Regions from separate parts of the Mus musculus genome. Here region 2 is linked to region 1. The links are chromatin contacts, called in public Hi-C maps. All regions are on one chromosome and are shown on one strand. Each heading gives the region's core, a stretch centred on a gene start, on an enhancer-like site or on the middle of the called end of the contact. The rest is flanking DNA. Distances are from core to core; before and after follow the strand shown.

Region 1 (3,142 bases), core at 531-3,030:
TTTGCCACCAAAAGCTGACAAACAACCATGGACAGAATTTGATGATACTAATAAATGGTTGTTAGTGGTTTATGTATTTACAATACTGTCCATTTACATCTATAAAACAAATCTAGTCTGCAGTGGTAGACCCATAGTGTCTCATTCCTTCTCTGTGGGATGCATACTATGTATCCTGATTACAATAGTCCACGTCAGTGGTTGACCAACTGTCCTAGTTAGATGGATAAAAGTAACTTTGAAGATGAAAGGGTTTATTTGACCTCTCTTTTCCCATAGCAGTCCATCCATCACTGAGGAAAGCCAGAAAAAGAAAGCAAGCAAGAGTCTGGAGGCAGAAATTAGAGCAGAAGTGACAGAGAAGCCCTGCTTACCAGCTTGTTTTCCAGGACTTGCTCAGTTTGCTTTTGTATATAGCCCAGTACCATCTACCTAGGAGAGGTATAGACTACAATGAGTTGGGCCCTCCCACATCAATCATTAATCAAGAAAATGCACAGCAGGCTTGCCTACAAAGCAAGCTTAGGCAGGCATTTTCTCAGTGAAGATCCCCTCTTTTAGTGTTTGTGAAGTTGATACCGAACCAGCACACTTACAGCATCTAGTCTGTGTAAACAGACCAAGATTATTGTATAACAGGGAAATCAGCCAAATGACCATCATAGTCTACTTTTTTATATATATATATAACAGCTCCCAGTACTTCACTTGTTCTGATCCGAAGTGCAGTGAGATTTGGAGATGAGAAGCAGAATTCTGAATCATCAATCTGTGGCCCAATATCCAAAAAAAAAAAAAAAAAAAAAAATCACCTGCAAGTGATTCTCACTTCTCATATTAAGGACTGAGCTTTTAAAACCAAGGAAGGAATTATCCACGTTTATTCCAAATGTAACATAGTTTCTTTTCCTTCGCTACCCTTCCCTTCCACCCAATTCCTACCCTTATCTCCTTCCCTCCAGTCCCTTCCCTTCCCTCCTCTCCCCTTTGTATTCTCAGTTTTTCTAAATGTGTTAGTCAGCTTTAAGTCAGTATGTGAGTCAACCACCCTCCCAGGCAGGTCACATTTGGCTCATGGTTTCAGGAAGAACTTTCTGATGATGATGACCACTCTGGGCTGGTGGCAAGGCAGTCATCACAGCAGGGAGTCTGTGATGGGGGAAGCTGCTCACCTCCTGGCATCCAGAAAGCAGACAGAAAGAAACTAGAATGGGGCAGGGTACTGCTCCTGAGGACATCCCACAATGACCTTACTTTGCCCACTGGATACAAGCCCTTAAAACTCCTGCCAGCACCCGAGAGCTCCATGGACTCCTAACAACCTCTTTAACATATGGGATATGGGGGAGGGGGGATATGACACATCCACACTATAGCACAAAGCCTCTCTCTCAGTGCGTGATAGGATGCTTTCTTTACAGGAGTAAAGCCAGACCACAAAAGCAGCTAGAAGAGAATCACCCTTCTCCTCTCACCCTTGTGGAGATCTCAAAATGGAAGGTTATGACCTGACAACAGCAAAATGCAATTACAGACATATTTAGAGGCACATTATTCCACTCCTAAAACACAGTCCGACGCCTGTGTGCAGGTCTGCACTCCAACTGTTAGCCAAGCCTTAGCATAGAGGGAGTCCTTGAAGTGCTAGGAGGGGAGGAGCCAGCCAAATTCAATCTCTGCAGCTTTGCTGTCCCAAGGCAGCTACAGGATCCTATGATGCAGTGCAGTGCGTTCAGGAAGAAAACGGGCATTCTGCCTGGAGAGGGCTTCAGTTTAAGACAGGGAGTAGGATGTAGGATGCCACTAAAGCTGCTAAGCAATTTAAAGCAAACCCACACAGAGGCTTGGGGTTGCTGCATGCAGCGGTCGCCCCACACTAAATGCCTGTGGCCTCACTGACTGGTTGCATGCAGAGATGATAGCTCTGCCACACTCCACCTGGATCTAAATCTCATCAGCCAGCAGGACCACTACCTCCAGGGGGCTGCAGGAGTAGCAGCGGTTTATCAATGGATAAACCAAACAATCCTTTCATTGTGGGCATCTTCCAGGTAAGGAAGCTTGGGGAGGAAGAAGGTGGTGGCGCGGAATACCTTGCTGGGAGCTGATCCCTGGTTGAACTTCAACAAGGAAATGATCCTCTCTCCAAACTTTCCTTCATGTTTAAAACAGATTACGTGTCAAAAAAAAAAAAAAAAATCAGGGAATTGCTGGTAGTGTCGAGAAGATTCCACACTTCTACTTCCTTTTCTTTAGAATCTGAAGCCTGCTGATGAGAAGTGGGTAATAAAGAGGCTATGTTTTGACCTCGTATAGAATGGGAGTGAGATGTGGGGATGGAGTAGGGCAGGCATTGGAGTCCTGAAGACAGACAGGAAAGGACATCCTTGCTGAGCTCCGTTGCTTGCAATGTAATAAACTATCATCTAGAAGTGAGTGTTTCAATTGAGTTTTGCTGTAAACACTGATATTTCCTCCCTTCTGCTGCTCTTCCCTCAAGAGGCCTCATGTATATTTCACTATGTGTCCTGCCTACTATTACACTCATACATCAAAGGCTCTGAGGACAAGGAACCTGATTCGGAAAACATTATTCTTTTAAAGATTTATCCTCTCATCTTGACCAGCTCCGTAGGTGAACGGGAGCCGCTCTCCATAAATTATTTTAATGCGCTATGCAAAGGGGAAAAGGGGTTTTCTCACCTCTTCTTACGAAAACTTTTCTCCAAGTGGAATTAGAGAATACCTTCAATTTCATTTCTTCTTCATTTTTGGTTTGGTTTGGTTTTGGTTTTGTCCAAGTATACACAGGGACGTGAACAAATGGCACAGAAAGAGAAAAATAAATTCCTCAGTATAGATCAAACAGATCTAAGAATTTCATTAAAATCCTGTGGGGATCCCACAGAAGGGGCATGGTTGTCTACAAGAAAGATGTTCTAAGTGGATGTAGACACCTTTGAGTGTCTGTTAGACAGGCACATTTGACATTGTCCAAAGCCTGGTAAAAGTTCTCACTGTCAGGAGAGGGGGCCTCAAATATCCCGTCCTCAGACCTTACTCCACAACGCTTCTATACTCTGACCCTGAGTCTAGCTGACTTTCTTTGCCTCTTCAAGCCTGCACTTCATTAGAACCTCAG
Region 2 (3,338 bases), core at 132-2,631, 120 kb before region 1:
ATCCAAAGTGCAATTTGTTTTCCCTTTCATAAGTGGGGAAGAGGTTCCAAAGAGGTACAGAGCAAGGGGTTAGATGCCACAGAGAGTGAAAAAGAAAATGGACTACAGAGAGACCAAAAATAGCTCTTTAAGAGACATAATTATTCAGAGCTTCAATTTACCTACATCTACTTTAGAAAAAAAAATCAGAATCTACACATGACCCTAATACATGGCCCAGATTTAAATGTGGCACCTTGAATCTGGGGGATAGGAAGGAAATTGGAAGGAGACTTTTCAGGGCACACTCTGGCAGTGTTCAGGAGGAGGAGGGAAAGAGAAGAGAGGCTGGGCTGGGTTCTTCACACTCATAGTAATTTCTGTTATTGTTTGTTTGTTTGTTTGTTTGTTGTTGTTGTTTTTAAGTGAAGTTGGGTAGTTGCCCTCATTATGTTCCAGAATGGCAAACCATCCAAGAGACTCATACTATAAGGCAAAACTCCAGTCACCAATTAAACATGCAGTTGGGGGAAACACAGCTCTATCTTGTTCAAACTGCAGTGGGTACAGTGCTTAGGTCTTTGTCTTGATCATCAGCATTGAACTCTGAGCTATATAACAGAACAGAAAGAGTGTAGCTCTTCCCATTACTGCCACAGCCACTGTATTAGCATTTGGTGTCTCTAACAGAATACCTATGGCATAGAAATCAAAGGAGAAAAGGTCTTCTCTTATGGTTTCAAGATTCCACACCACATGGTCATGGCTGCATCCTTGTGATCTATGACAGCACAGTTGATGGGGGGAGGGGGGCAGTTTCTTCTTTCAAGGCAGAGCCTGACTCTTTGTTAGTAAATTTCCAATGGCACAGAATGGTACAAAATGTCTTTTGTACATGGGACTTGGAAGACACTTCAGATCCAATCCATCGCACTTACTTTAGAACATATACTTTACTGAACTTGTACACTATATCAAAGAGATACATTAATATATCTTGAGTGCATAATTCCACATTTGCCAGCAATTCTAATTCCATAGGGATGTCAGTGATATGGACCCAACCAGGGTGTCAGGAGCAGAGATCTACAGAGCCCCAAGCCATCCGGATCAGCAAGCAAGAAGCTTGTCTTCTCTGCAGAGAGAACATTTCTTGCTGCACAAACCGGAAATCCCATGTGGGAGAAAAGCACAACTGTTGTAGTGGAAGTGGGAGCTTGAGGGAGTCCAGGAGTCTAATGGCAGAGGTCAGCAGGGGAACGACAAGCTGAGGCAAGACAAGATCTCTGCAAAAGCACAGGCTGCTTGGGCGGAGGGTGAAGCAAGACTGTGAAATAAAGCTGTGTCTATTTTCCACCCTCTCCCTCCCCCTCTCCATCTGCCTGTCTCTTCCCTTTTCTCTCTCCCTCTGCCTCTTCTCCCTTTGCAAGCCTTCAGCTGCTAATTTCCATCCAACACTTCTCTCTTCCTCTGTCAAGATATCCTCCTTGCTAACCTCCCCCACCCCTTGGCAATGGGCACATTTTATTCCACAGATTGTTTGCCCGACAATTCCCGACGTGGTGATTTGCTCTGACATCTTTGTGTATGCAATCAGCCTATGTCACAGAGGGCCTGTGGAAAATGCAGGGGACCAGCTCTGCAGAGGACAACCTTGTAACTCTTCAGTGAGGCTTAGACACAAGGGGCTTGAAGGAAGGAGAGACAGGGGTATCATAAACTTCCCTTGCTGCAGGCTACTAGCAGTCTCCATTGGGACTCAGCTCTCCAGACCCCTGAATAGGGCATGAGTGACTCTTTTGCAAGTAGCAAGGGTCTGTCAAACACGAATCCCCATCATCCCCATCTTAATTAACACAAACTAATGGTGCTGGGTAGAGAGAGAGTACTAAAAATAGTTTTCTGGATAAACTGAGACAGAGACATAAACAACACAGCAAGCTGTACCCCAGTGTCTGCTCAGCTCTAAAACACTCACTCTTAGACACATTTAAATGGCTGGAATGTAAAATTGAATGCCTTTGCCTATTAAATCAGTAATAAATGTGTGTGTGTGTGTGTATTTATTTGTGGCATTGAGTGTGTATGAGTGTGTGTTTATGTACTGAGTGTGTATGACTGTGTGCTTGTGTATTGTCTATGTGACTCTTTGCATTGTGTTTGTGTGTGTAAGTATATGTGTATGTATGTGGCATTAAGTGTGTGTGTATGAGAAAGGGAGTGTGTGTGTGTGTGTGTGTGTGTTTAATGTGTTAGGGTTGTGGGATATCACAACAGGAAGGCAGACAGGAAATATCTGTCTTGTATTTGAAAATGGAAAATGTGAAATTATTCTAAAATAAAACATTAGAGAAATAGTGGAAAGAGCGAGGGATCAGGAGCATAGCTCAGCAGGAGGGAAGTTTTCTAGCCTGCACAAAGCCAGGGTTTGTTCTTCAATAGCACAAACTCACAAAAGAAAACAGATGAAGGAAGGGAGGACTAAAGGATGGGAGGGACAAACAAGGCCATTTTAAGAATGGCTAACATAAAAAATATGTCCTTCTAAAGAGCATACGATCCAAATAGCAAATAGATTGCCTTCCGTAGTACCTTCTTCATGTGAGTTGAAATGACTGATTGGTGGGTAGATAGATGCAGTGAAAGAGGAAAAGCCAAGAGAAATGCAGACTTGCAAAGAAAGGAGGAACAGCCCACACTCGGCATGGGGACAGACAGAAGTATTCCTCATCTATGAGGAAACTCTCACAATAAAGCTACGGACACATGCATCAAGGGAGTGACTCTCAACAGGTCATCATTTCAGGCTTTGCAAGGTCACTTTGTCTCTCTTTTTTCCAGTTTCCTTACCTGTCACAGAAATCATTAAGATTTTCAAATTCCATAAGCTACAGATATGTGGCTGTGGCTGGAACAAACACCTTCCTAGAAAAACATTCACATGTGTGTATCTTTTGGCTGCAGCCTAAACTACTTCTACCTGGCATGCCCTCCTTTTCCCATTGGCTTTGAAACGTATCCTCATGGCACAGTTCACTTGCCTCCTCCCTGGGCAACATTCTCATGTCCTCAGCATAAGTAGTACCTGTCTTCCATGGGCCTCCTGTGAATTGCTGCTCCTTCCTAGAGTCACAAAGCTATACAGTTTTCCTGATTGGATACAGGACACACACTCTCTGCAAATTTAGTGAAGTCTGTTGCTATACCCAGTGCCAAGTGTGATGGTTAGTGCTCCTTCAGTGTTTGCTGAATGACATGGAGTGACACTCCTCCATATGGGGACCCTCTCTTAGCTGGATGCTTGAAGTAGTGTGTTCAAGGATTTTAGGAAATGCTATGGTTAAATATTTCCCAAGACA

The links. A called contact is a pair of places that touch in the nucleus more often than the background predicts.
Region 2: a Hi-C map of cerebral cortex shows a contact between it and region 1, with 4 times the contacts expected there. The contact joins two enhancer-like sites. A contact is called at or near these places in 22 of 484 Hi-C or Micro-C datasets (the AML12 cell line, cerebellar granule neurons, cerebellum and 13 more).

What each region holds. Positions count from the first base shown.
Region 1 is chr9:28,263,524-28,266,665 of GRCm38.p6, reverse strand. The region is part of intron 1 of Opcml (opioid binding protein/cell adhesion molecule-like); the gene reads right to left. Among named protein-coding and RNA genes, the nearest start is that of Gm39313, 130 kb to the left of the region's middle. Within about 2 kb of position 1,780, at least 3 of the 459 cell types and tissues checked have an H3K27ac peak or open chromatin away from gene starts, as enhancers often do. A contact at or near this core is called in cerebral cortex, where this site is marked.
Region 2 is chr9:28,384,989-28,388,326 of GRCm38.p6, reverse strand. All of the region lies in intron 1 of Opcml (opioid binding protein/cell adhesion molecule-like), which reads right to left. All of the region lies in intron 1 of Gm39313 (a long non-coding RNA gene), which reads left to right. Among named protein-coding and RNA genes, the nearest start is that of Gm39313, 9.5 kb to the left of the region's middle. Within about 2 kb of position 1,381, at least 30 of the 459 cell types and tissues checked have an H3K27ac peak or open chromatin away from gene starts, as enhancers often do. A contact at or near this core is called in cerebral cortex, where this site is marked.